2 separate regions of the Zea mays genome follow, and region 1 is linked to region 2. The links are chromatin contacts, called in public Hi-C maps. All regions are on one chromosome and are shown on one strand. The core of a region is the stretch at or near the end of the contact, and the rest is flanking DNA. Distances in the headings are between cores, read along the strand shown.

The links. Hi-C and Micro-C count contacts between places; a contact is called where the count stands out from the background.
Region 1: a Hi-C map of ear shows a contact between it and region 2, with 1.9 times the contacts expected there. The contact joins the promoter of LOC100282542 here to the promoter of LOC103648642 in region 2. A contact is called at or near these places in 2 of 25 Hi-C or Micro-C datasets (ear and leaf).

What each region holds. Positions count from the first base shown.
Region 1 is chr2:53,381,602-53,386,861 of Zm-B73-REFERENCE-NAM-5.0, reverse strand. LOC100282542 (40S ribosomal protein S10) reads left to right here and starts at 3,673. Exons shown (of 5, transcript NM_001371870.1): 1 at 3,673-3,748; 2 at 3,848-3,896; 3 at 4,265-4,547. The coding sequence starts at 3,746. LOC100274438 reads left to right here. Exons shown (of 7, transcript NM_001148797.1): 1 at 1-236; 2 at 553-657; 3 at 767-889; 4 at 972-1,142; 5 at 1,229-1,358; 6 at 1,444-1,653; 7 at 2,204-2,615. The coding sequence ends at 2,338.
Region 2 is chr2:53,034,548-53,040,049 of Zm-B73-REFERENCE-NAM-5.0, reverse strand. It overlaps LOC103648642 (protein GrpE), which reads right to left and starts at 2,644. Exons shown (of 3, transcript XM_035965273.1): 1 at 2,337-2,644; 2 at 1,009-1,470; 3 at 187-629. The coding sequence starts at 2,546. The coding sequence ends at 474.

The DNA.
Region 1 (5,260 bases), core at 2,424-4,923, 350 kb before region 2:
GGGGGGCCGTCGTCTCGGGGCGCCAGCGGGGAGAGCCGTGGCGGTGGTGGGGAACCGGGGGTCCCGGAGGTATCGCACCTGGGGTGGGGCCACTGGTACACACTCAAGGAGCTGGAGGACGCCACGTGCATGTTCGCCGACGAGAAGGTGATCGGCGAGGGCGGCTACGGCATAGTGTACCACGGCGTGCTGGAGGGCGGAGTGCAGGTCGCCGTCAAAAACTTGCTCAACAACAGGTACTTATGCTACCTGTGGACTGAAGTATAGCCGTATTTATAAGCTTGTGTGTTCAATTGGCTATCGTCTTTCTTTTTTGCAAAATGTTGATTATATTCTAAGCAAGCTATATACGAATTGTCAATGGAGATGTGACAATTCAGATGGTGACACTGTGCAAGAACGTTTCATAGAAAATATCCAACTAAGTCATGTTTTGCAGGGTTCATGCTTTAGTAGTGTAGATTGCCATATATATAGATGATGAAATGAGTGTTTGAATTATTGGTTTTTGTGTTGTTGGTTTTGATAAACTTTGGCGCTATGTTCTATCAGGGGGCAGGCAGAACGGGAATTCAAGGTTGAGGTGGAAGCTATCGGGCGAGTGCGACACAAGAACCTTGTTCGGTTGTTAGGATACTGCGCTGAAGGCAACCAAAGGTATCTTCTTGTATGGACAATAGCTTTAGCTTATATTGTGAAATTATAGAACCAAGGAGTTTGTAGCTTTATCATAAATTTCATTGTATATGGTTCTTTTCCATTCCAGGATGCTTGTGTATGAGTACGTTAATAATGGAAACTTGGAGCAATGGCTCCATGGGGATGTTGGCCCTGTGAGCCCTCTTACATGGGATATCAGAATGAAGATTATTCTGGGAACAGCAAAAGGGTATGCACTTTGCTGACTTATTACTGTAGTCTTGTTTTTTTGCTGTCACTATCTGCTTACATTATTTTACCTAATTGTGAAGGTTAATGTATTTGCACGAGGGACTTGAGCCAAAGGTTGTTCACCGTGATGTCAAGTCGAGCAATATTCTTCTTGACAAGCATTGGAATGCAAAGCTTTCTGATTTTGGGCTAGCGAAACTTTTGGGTTCAGAAAGGAGTTATGTCACAACCAGGGTCATGGGGACGTTTGGGTTAGACATCAACGCTGCTTATAAGATTAGGATCCTCCAAGATAAACAAGTTTGTGGTGGCTTATTTTAAATTTTGTTGCTTGCAGGTATGTTGCACCAGAGTATGCGGGCACTGGCATGTTGAATGAAACTAGCGATGTCTATAGTTTCGGAATTCTTATCATGGAAATAATATCTGGCCGTGTACCTGTTGATTACAACAGGCCGCCAGGGGAGGTTAGTAATGGCAGTACCTCCTTGCATTCGCTGAATAATGAACGTGAGAAGTGCATATATGAACTTTGTGGAGCAATCTTTTCAGATTAATCTAGTTGAGTGGCTGAAGACGATGGTCAGCAACAGAAATTCTGAGGGGGTTTTGGATCCAAAGATGACTGAGAAGCCTACTTCTAGGGCATTGAAGAAGGCTTTGCTAGTGGCTCTGCGGTGCGTAGACCCTGAAGCTCGCAAGAGGCCAAAGATTGGGCATGTCATTCACATGCTTGAGGTTGACGATTTCCCGTACAGAGATGTAAGTTAAGATGGCATGTGCACACTTTTGAGTACCCATTGTCTCAGTATGTTAATTTGTTTTGACTTTATTGCCCATAAATCTTGTTGTCCACCAACTCTGAAGCAAGAAGGTTATCATGATGAACACTTCGTTTCGCAATCGTTGTTTACATTTGGAATAGCTGGGTAACACCTTTATTTACTTGTTATAGTCAAGTATCCCTACAACTACAGGTGACTGTTACAATATGCACTGAATTGGTTATCGTTATCACAGTTCCCAGACTCCCATGGGGGCAACTGACTAGAGGACTGTGCTCTCATTAACCCTTTGTAGATTAGCTTGGAGGGCCTGCCCCCATTCTTCATTTTTTTCACTGTTTTCACAACATATGAGTTAGATATCAATCTGATTTGCCTGGTCGTTTTTGCTGTCACCTTCAAATCCTGCAAGAGCTGTCAGCTCGTTCTTTCTTCAAACAATTTCAACGATCATGATAAGGAGTAATATAGTAACATTTTCCCCATATTTTAGACTAAGATTGCTAACATTTTGCTGCTCTCCCCAGGAGCGCCGGGGTGGCAAAGCTCCAGCCCAAGCAAGATCGGTGGAAACGCCACCTGCAAGCGAACCTGGCGATAGCAGCGGAAACAACACTCCAAAGGACGCACCGAATGGAGAACCTTTCAAGTGGAGAAACTAAGAGGACTAGCTTGGCTAGCCACCAGGAAAACGGTGGTTGCGCTTGAGTTTGTGCCTGATAAAGAAGCTGGATATGGTTGGTTGGTTGGTTGGTCGGGCATGCAAACTCCACAAGCACCAGTGTCGGTCGTCGTCGTCGTGACAGTATCTGTACATTGTTGAATCGATATGTTAGCCATAGCGATTTTTTTCCAGTTGGTTTTCTTGGGGCCGTATATTTATGCGAAGGATGATTTTGTGTGATAAAGGCGCGCGCGCTCGTGTGTATTCCTGAGGCGAAAAAAAGACTGAGCATTGCTATAGCTGAAACCGTTCCAGTAGGATTGGCCGATGACCTCCAAACCTTGCTGCCTGTTTGTTGTGCCATCCGCCTGGGTATATAGCCTCGGTTTCTGATGTCATATTCGTACCGTATGTTGATTTAGGGTCTGTTTGGTTAGGCTGTGGCTGTGAAAAAAGTTGCTGTGGGCTGTGAGCTGTGAAAAAAGCTGCTGTAGGCTGTGAGCTGTTAAAAAGCTAAAAACCGTTTGGTGGAAACAACTAAAAGTCATTAAAAATTCTTCGATATATGTTTTCACAGTTCCATCCGAAAAGCCACTAAAAGCAGGTCCAGGGGTGCTTTCAGATTTGCACTACAAGAAAGCCGGCTTTTAGAAAAAGCTGCTTTCTGGATCCAGCCCTTTGGTTAGCTTTTGACTTTTAGGGGGGCAAAAGTCAAAGCCAAAAGTCAAACCAAACACACCCTTATTATACAGTCATAGTCGTAGCAGTGTGACTGCTCAGCTGTTCAGGCTGGATGCTTTCAAGTACAGTGCAGCTTGTGCCATGGATTGGAATGCTGTTGGGGGTGCGTCCTCCGCTCTCCTGCTCGCGAGGGCCTGGTTGTTAGGCTTGCAGTTGCAGCTGCCGTTGTTTTGCACAAAAAAGAGGACTGCACCTGCCCGGTCAGGTATTTCACAGAAGTGTCGGTGATGCTGTGTTCGGGTAGAGATGGCCGATGAAGGCAGGCAGCCATGCGGGCAGATGGATGGAGACTGATGATGGTCTTCCAGACTGAAATTCGGCTGCACCCTGCAAGTCCTGGGTCCACCTGGAGATGAGACGACGGCAGGCAAGCAAGGACCGAGAGCGAGAGGAGCTGGCCCCGACGACGATGAGTGGAATAATATCAGCCTCCACGGGCCCGGTGGAATCGCTGTCCAAACACGCGCCTGAAAGGCCCCGCTTCTATTTTTGACGCTTATACCCTCGCTCTGCTCATCGAACCAAACCCTACACCGCGGCGACAGGTATAAAAGACATCTCCCGACCCGTGCCCTACTCGCCGCCGCCACCGCCACCGCCACCTACGCAACACCAGACGCTCCAGCAGTCCAGCACTCGGAGCTCGCGCGCCCGACGGCCCACCATGGTAAGCGAGTACGCGCGAGGCTCAATACGCTGCTGCTCCTCGGCTTTCGCCTGTTCTGCTGCCGGTGTTAATATCGCACCTGTTTTTCTTCAACCGCAGATCATCCCCAAGAAGAACCGCAATGAGATCTGCAAGTACCTCTTCAAGGGTATGCGATTATTCGTCCGCTAAACTCGCAGTAGGGTAACTTGCGTTGGTTGGTTGTTTCGCTTTCTAGGAGGGGACGTCTTCAAACTGTTTCCTTATTACTAGGATAGCACTAGTGTATTATGTTGAGTTCACTTTTTGGTCTAGTTTTAGCATCTCACAAACTTACGAGTTACGAGCAGATATATTATAGGCTTGACACAGCGAACTTGTGAAATAGTTTTGCACTCCAAATTTGTGTGCCCCCTAAACTATGGAATTGAACACAGGTTCTATGTATATCCATCACCGAGAATTGAAAGCATGGTCTGATGTGATGTGTGCTATGTTCATACGGTTTCTGTTAGTTTGATGTGTTTGCTGCTGCAGAGGGCGTGCTGTATGCCAAGAAGGACTACAACCTGGCGAAGCACCCACAGATTGATGTGCCCAACCTCCAGGTGATCAAGCTCATGCAGAGCTTCAAGTCCAAGGAGTATGTCAGAGAGACCTTCTCCTGGCAGTACTACTACTGGTACCTCACCAACGATGGCATTGAGCACCTACGCAACTACCTGAACCTCCCGTCTGAGATCGTGCCTGCCACGCTCAAGAAGTCTGCCAGGCCACTGGGCCGTCCATTTGGCTCTGGCCCTCCTGGTGACCGCCCAAGGTAAAGCCTAAATTCTTGAGCGTACTTAACAAATGTGTTTAGTAATGATTTCACATGTTTGTTTCTCATGTCTGGTGATGATTTCAGATGTATACTACAGTCAAGTCTGAAGTAGTTTTTTGTGCACTTCTGATCTTTTGATGATAGGGCTAACTTTATCTAGTAAATTACTTCTTGATGGTGCTTGTTTTGCATTTTCCAATGTGTTTTGGTGCAATCAGTGGTGGATCTGAGGAACTTTTGTGACCAAGGCCAATATTCTAAACGTCCAACACCGGATCACATACTAATAGACAACAAAAGTAATGTACTTATATATCATTATTAGGAGGAAATTTAGATGGATCCATATATAGTTTAATATTGTACTTCAATTCTAACCCCAAAGTCAACAACAAACTGATGAGTTCATGAAGACATAAAAGTGATTAAAAAAAGCCTAGATGATGCTGATATTATTCATCATCACATCATTTCATTTATTTGTATTTGGCTTCGTGAGCTTGCATTGGCTGTATAATTGGTGTAGGAACCAAAGTGAAAGTAGTCAATGCCATCTCTCTACTGTAAGCCAAGTAATTTTTTTTTTATGTTTGCTGTTGGCTGCAAAATTCAAAAATCACATAAATGAAGATTGAGGGATTAGATAATTGGAACAAGGAACAACCTGCTGCTGGTGTGATCTGTGATGTGCGCAGTGGGCAGCTGTGTAT
Region 2 (5,502 bases), core at 1,395-3,894:
ACCAAAGTTGAGTTGATAAAACACCCTTAAAAAGCTCTACCAAAATGACAAATCTAACCTTTGATTTCACTAATTTGAAGAATCTAGATTTCATAAATATAGACCGTTTGACTAACTTTTAATTAAAAAAGGCTATTTTTGATGAATCTAGAGCTGTCTTTAAGAGATCCTAAGTGAGCAAGGAAGTCAATATAAATCCGGTATGGATGTCCAATGAAGTGAGCAAGGAACTCAATATAAATCCGGTATGAATGTCCAATGTTTCATTCTCTCTCTTCTGGTGGACAAAATTCTAGCAGATTACAAGCAACAGCAAAACTTCAAGCTGGTGCTCCCTGTCAACACCATACATAGCTGATCCCGTCTCATTTGAGATCAAACACATTCGGCATGTTATGAACAGAAAAATGTGTGTCTATCAGTTCCTGTTGGTCGTTTGATCAGATTCACAAAGCAGCATCTTTGTCCCCCGCCTATGAGCTTGCACTTTGTTTGCCAGAGCCAGTAGAGACCTTCACAGTAGCAGGCCTTAGCAGCCTCTCCTTCAAATGGAACCCTCTGCGGACTTCATGCATGACAATCCCTGCCTTGAATTGCATGGATGCTTCTCGTGAGATGGCCTCATGGACCTGCATAAAAAAAACAAAAGAATGAGACCCATAGTGCTGCATATATGATGAACATAAATGTAACGCTATTTGATTCTCATGCATATCTCCATACTATCTAGCTGTAAGCACTGAAAGTAGGTTATTAGTTTTTTTCTCCCAAATACCCATATTATTTAGACCGAAAGACATGTACTGCAACATAGATGCAGGAAACTGTGTGAAAGCTAAGATCAATCTCTTGAGTATGAACCAGGCCATAAAAACAACTCATTAACACTGGAACAGAATTCTTTTTACACGTTCAAAAGGATCCAATATGTTGTTTGCATACAACATTTTAGGGAGAGAGACAGACCATGAGAATGGAACAGGCGGCGGGAGGGTAAATATTACTTACCGAAGGATCAAATGGCTTGCCAACTGTTTCCACAACTCCCACACCCAAATATCTTAGTGTTTCAACTAACTGCTTGTATATGCCTTGATAGCTTGCGCTGATCTTTTGCTCCTTCTCAGTCTCTGGGGTGTTCTCTAGATTCGTTTTCTCAAAACTATCAACTAGAGGTAACAGACTCTGAACAACTTCCACCCGTATATTTGATGTTAACTTTGCACGGTCCTTTTCAGTCTGTTTCCGGAAATTCTCCAGGTCGGCATTTAAGCGAATAAACTTTTCCTTCCCAGAAGTTATTTCGGTTGTAATACTTTCAAATTGGGAAGCTATCGTACTCTTCTCTTTTTCCACAGCAGTGATTGCCTTCTCAACTACACCAAGAACCTCCTCATTTCCTTCTAGAAAAGCTGTCCTGTATAGCTGAATTAGGTCCTTCATGGGAGGAAAATCTTCCCCGTTGACAACCTGCAGCAAAAAAACTCATTTTGGTGAAACTTGATGAAGCACATGTGGTCAAAATGAAATGGATGAGAAGGTCCAACAGAGAACATGGGCATTCTCCAATGGTTTGTTTCTCTTCCCATTGCATTGCTAATATATAAATAAATATTTCAATTACTTCTCATTGCTCACAAGTTGCAATAGCAGCTCGACATGCAACTTTACGACTGCGCCATAAAACGTGGCCTCCTATTTTCTCACACTATTCTTCAAACTATCCGATTTAGCTCAGAAAAAAAGAAGGCATTTCCCGTCTCCTCCAACCACCCAAGTGACTAAGTGAGTAGTCATAGTAATAGCAAAATAGTCTAATTTTAGTTCTTCTGTATTTGGTGTTGAAGTGTATAAGTGGATTGCCTAACTTCTCCCAACAGCTTAAGATTTTGAGTTGAATTGGTTGGTGCGTCCACTCTAACATTTGGCAAGCCCCAACTAGTGTAGACTAACTGCAGTTGTAGACTTGTAGTCCAGGGTATATTAAGAGCGCACAAAAGATGGGTATTTATTGCAAAAATTAGCAATGGCGCCTTAACACACAAAGTTCATGTATGCATCAGTCATTCTTTGTAAAACTTCAGTGGCAGCAGTCATGGAACAAACTATTGAACAAAAAGACACCTAATAGCACAGATACATACGAGAATCTTGAACTACCACAAAGAAATCTTCAAACTTCTCCAAGAACAGCGTTTCCCTACTGTCCGCTCATCAAGCTTGCAAGTTGACCCAAAGGGCGAAATTCTCCGCAAGCTAATCGCACTTCGATGCCTTTCACCCAACCCATGTTGCCACTTACCACTAACCGCAAAAGTAAGTCTGAAATACCTCACCTTCGGGTCAACGCCGGAGCCGGCGGCCACGCGCAGCGGCCGCAGCTCGGCATTGGGGCGCCGGAGGGAGACGAAAGCGGGAGTCGGCCTGCTGGGCCGCCAGCAAGCAGACAGCACGGCAGCCCGAGTTAGGTTCTGGGGTCGGCAGCCGGCGGAGCTAGGGTTTACTGCCGCGGATGCGGCGGGTCCAGCGCAGAAGGTTGCCGCCATGCTGCCCTATCTATCGCCCTCCACTCCACTGTCCGGAAAATACCAAAAAAGAAAAAAAAATGAATAAAGAGGAAAGGGGTAATGCCGTGCGGCATTGACGCCTCTGGAAGTCTGCATGCCAGCCGTTTGCGGGCGGGCCATGCCGGCCGTTGGATCACGGGGCGGGATCCGATTCATCATTCCACAGATAATAGACGCCAGACGGGCACGGGCGGGCCGCGGGCGGGAGTCGCGGGACGTCAAGCCGTCAAGGCAACGTCGAGCTTTTGGAACGCCGGCATTCGCATGTCTCGGCTTCGTAAAGTAAGACATGTTTAATCTTAAGAGATAAACTTTAGCATTTTTTTAACTATTTTTAGTCATTTAGTGATCTAAACATGAGAGTCAATAATGATGTGATAAAATTTAGCACATATTATATATCTCATAAGCTGCTCAAGAGGTGCTAAAAAGAGCTAAACGTGGACTAGAGAACACTATTTTCCATTCATACCCTCTAACTTCATTCTCTCTCCGCATTAGAGGTATGAGTGTCTTTTTATTCTAATATGCTAAACTTTATTAGAGTAGTACAAACACCCTAAAAAGTAAACTTTATTACTTCAATTTATATGGCTAAACAGAAGGTAAAGTTTATCCTAGAGGTTGAAACGGGGTATAAGTACTCACAACGAAGCATATGGAATTCTGTTATTATAATAGGCTGCTCTTTGTATTTCTATTATCCTTATGTTTTTATCCATGTTGGACAGTTATCTACCGCTGAACGGCCTGTCATCACACGTTTTGACTGAGCTGGCCCGTTCCCGTTCTTCTTCCAGAACGGATCGAGCTCACGTGCTCCTCGACGGCAATGGATCCGCCGTCGGACCCGAAGCCAATCATGCCCCTCGATGAGATCGTCAGCGACTTCGAGGGTGTGCTCGCGGCAGACTCTTGCCTCACAGCCCCAGCGCAAGGTGTGCCAACTCGAACTTCTCCCTCACCATTGCAGATGTGGACAACTCCTGGTTGGATTCACCACTAAAGGCCGAGGTACTCCCAGTGTTCCCTCCCTTGTTCCCTCTTTAGCATTTGCACTTGGTAAATGAGTTGTATTTAATCAGTGAAAGTGATGACGAACTGCCATTGATTTGAAAACAACAGAAACAATAGAATTCAACCAAATAAAATTGCTAACAAACACAGTTTGTTCACCACCTAAAACAATAAAGAACTAGCATCAAGATGAACGCATCACACCTATTTCAAATGACAAAGTAATTTTAGGATCGAAGAAAAATGCATATCATACATCAGTACATCACGACGCAGAGGTCTAGGAGCTTTCTTGGCAGCCTCGGCGTTCGCCTTCTCAGCTTGAACAATCATCTCCAAAGCCGTCGCACTAGCATCATTGGCAGCTTCGGCGGCAGCACTAGCAACGAAGGCGGCTTTGCGAGCAACGACCCTTGCACGCCTGGCTGCAGCGAGCAAATCGCTTAGGCCCTGTTCGTTTACATCGGATTGCACCCGGAATTATTCCGGCTAATCAAAGTTTATATAAATTATAGAAGCAATCCGGCTCGGAATCGTTCCGACCCACCAATCCGACACAAACGAACAAGGCCTTAAGTGGCTTATCTGTGAATGTATTGGTATCAGGTGATCCATAAGTGGCTTAGAATGAGGGGCATTTAAATGAATGGAGTTATGGTGCAGTTTCATTGGAACCCTTTTCTGCACGCAATTTGGTGTCGTTCAAATAAAACAAAAAAATGTTCTATTTTCGAGCCAAGTGCGTGCCCTGATTGTCTGGTTGTTATGACTGGCAGCCCTAATAAAATCAGCTAGTTGTTTAGATGGATAAGCGTCAGTCATAATCTAGGGATAGAGTTTGTTTAGATGGCTGAGAATAAGCAGAGTTTGTTTAGAAGGATAAGGAATTGGTTTGATAAGATATTAGATAAGGACGGCTGCAATCTTAGCTCTATAAATATACCCTTTGATCAATGAAAGAGTAAGCAGGTATTTACCTTGCTTGGCTTCCCCTTCCCCTGTGTCTACCGCCACCCGCTGTCCTAACCCTAGGACGACGGCGTCCAAACGCTGTGGTCCCGAGCCTCGACCTTCCCCTCACCACTCATACCACCTCAGAAGCCATAGTTACAACACTGGTCATCTTTACCTTTGGCAAAGATAGTACCTTCTGTGGGAACTCGTAATAGTTCTTAAATTTTTACTGAGTTAATATTAGCTAGCCAACCTGTAGATCATGGAAATTCCAGCTGTTAGCAAGGGGGCCTTGCTATTTGTTCTCAAGTAATTACCTACAGCAGACAGCCAACACTTGGAGATTTGTATCAAATCTGTCAGCAAACAAGTAAATTGAGGAAAGACGATCCTCACCAAATAGCATAGACGTATGTTTTCCCCCATTCCTCAAACTGTTAATGTGATACTGTACTGTTAGCTTGATATTGTAGTAGATTACAAAAGATTATAAGATTCTAATGGACATTCAATGTGTCAGTAGTTGGAAGTTATTATCTTATATCATGGACTATAGAAATACGGAAAAAACAACTCCCGCAGGTACCTAGTGACTAGAGTCAATGGAATCCTCTGACAAAGAGTGCTACTTCAGTGCTGTTATTTGAGGCGATAAACTGATATCCTAATTCTTCATTTAGGATCAAGGTCGTCAGGGATATCGATCTTTTTTTTTCTCGAATATGCAGGAGAGCTGCATATCATTATATTTAAGAAGAAGAAAAAAGTCGGGCCAAAGCCCTTACAAACCATAACACTGAGGTTTAAACTCAAAAAACAGAAAAACACAACAAAACCTTGAACAGAAATTAGCCGTGAGGAAGGTTAGCTGCTAGGAAAATAAGCCCCTTAGCCCCTGCCATCTCCCACAACCTTCACTCTTCTCCAACCTGCTCCAGAACAGCAGCAACACTCGGATTGCCGC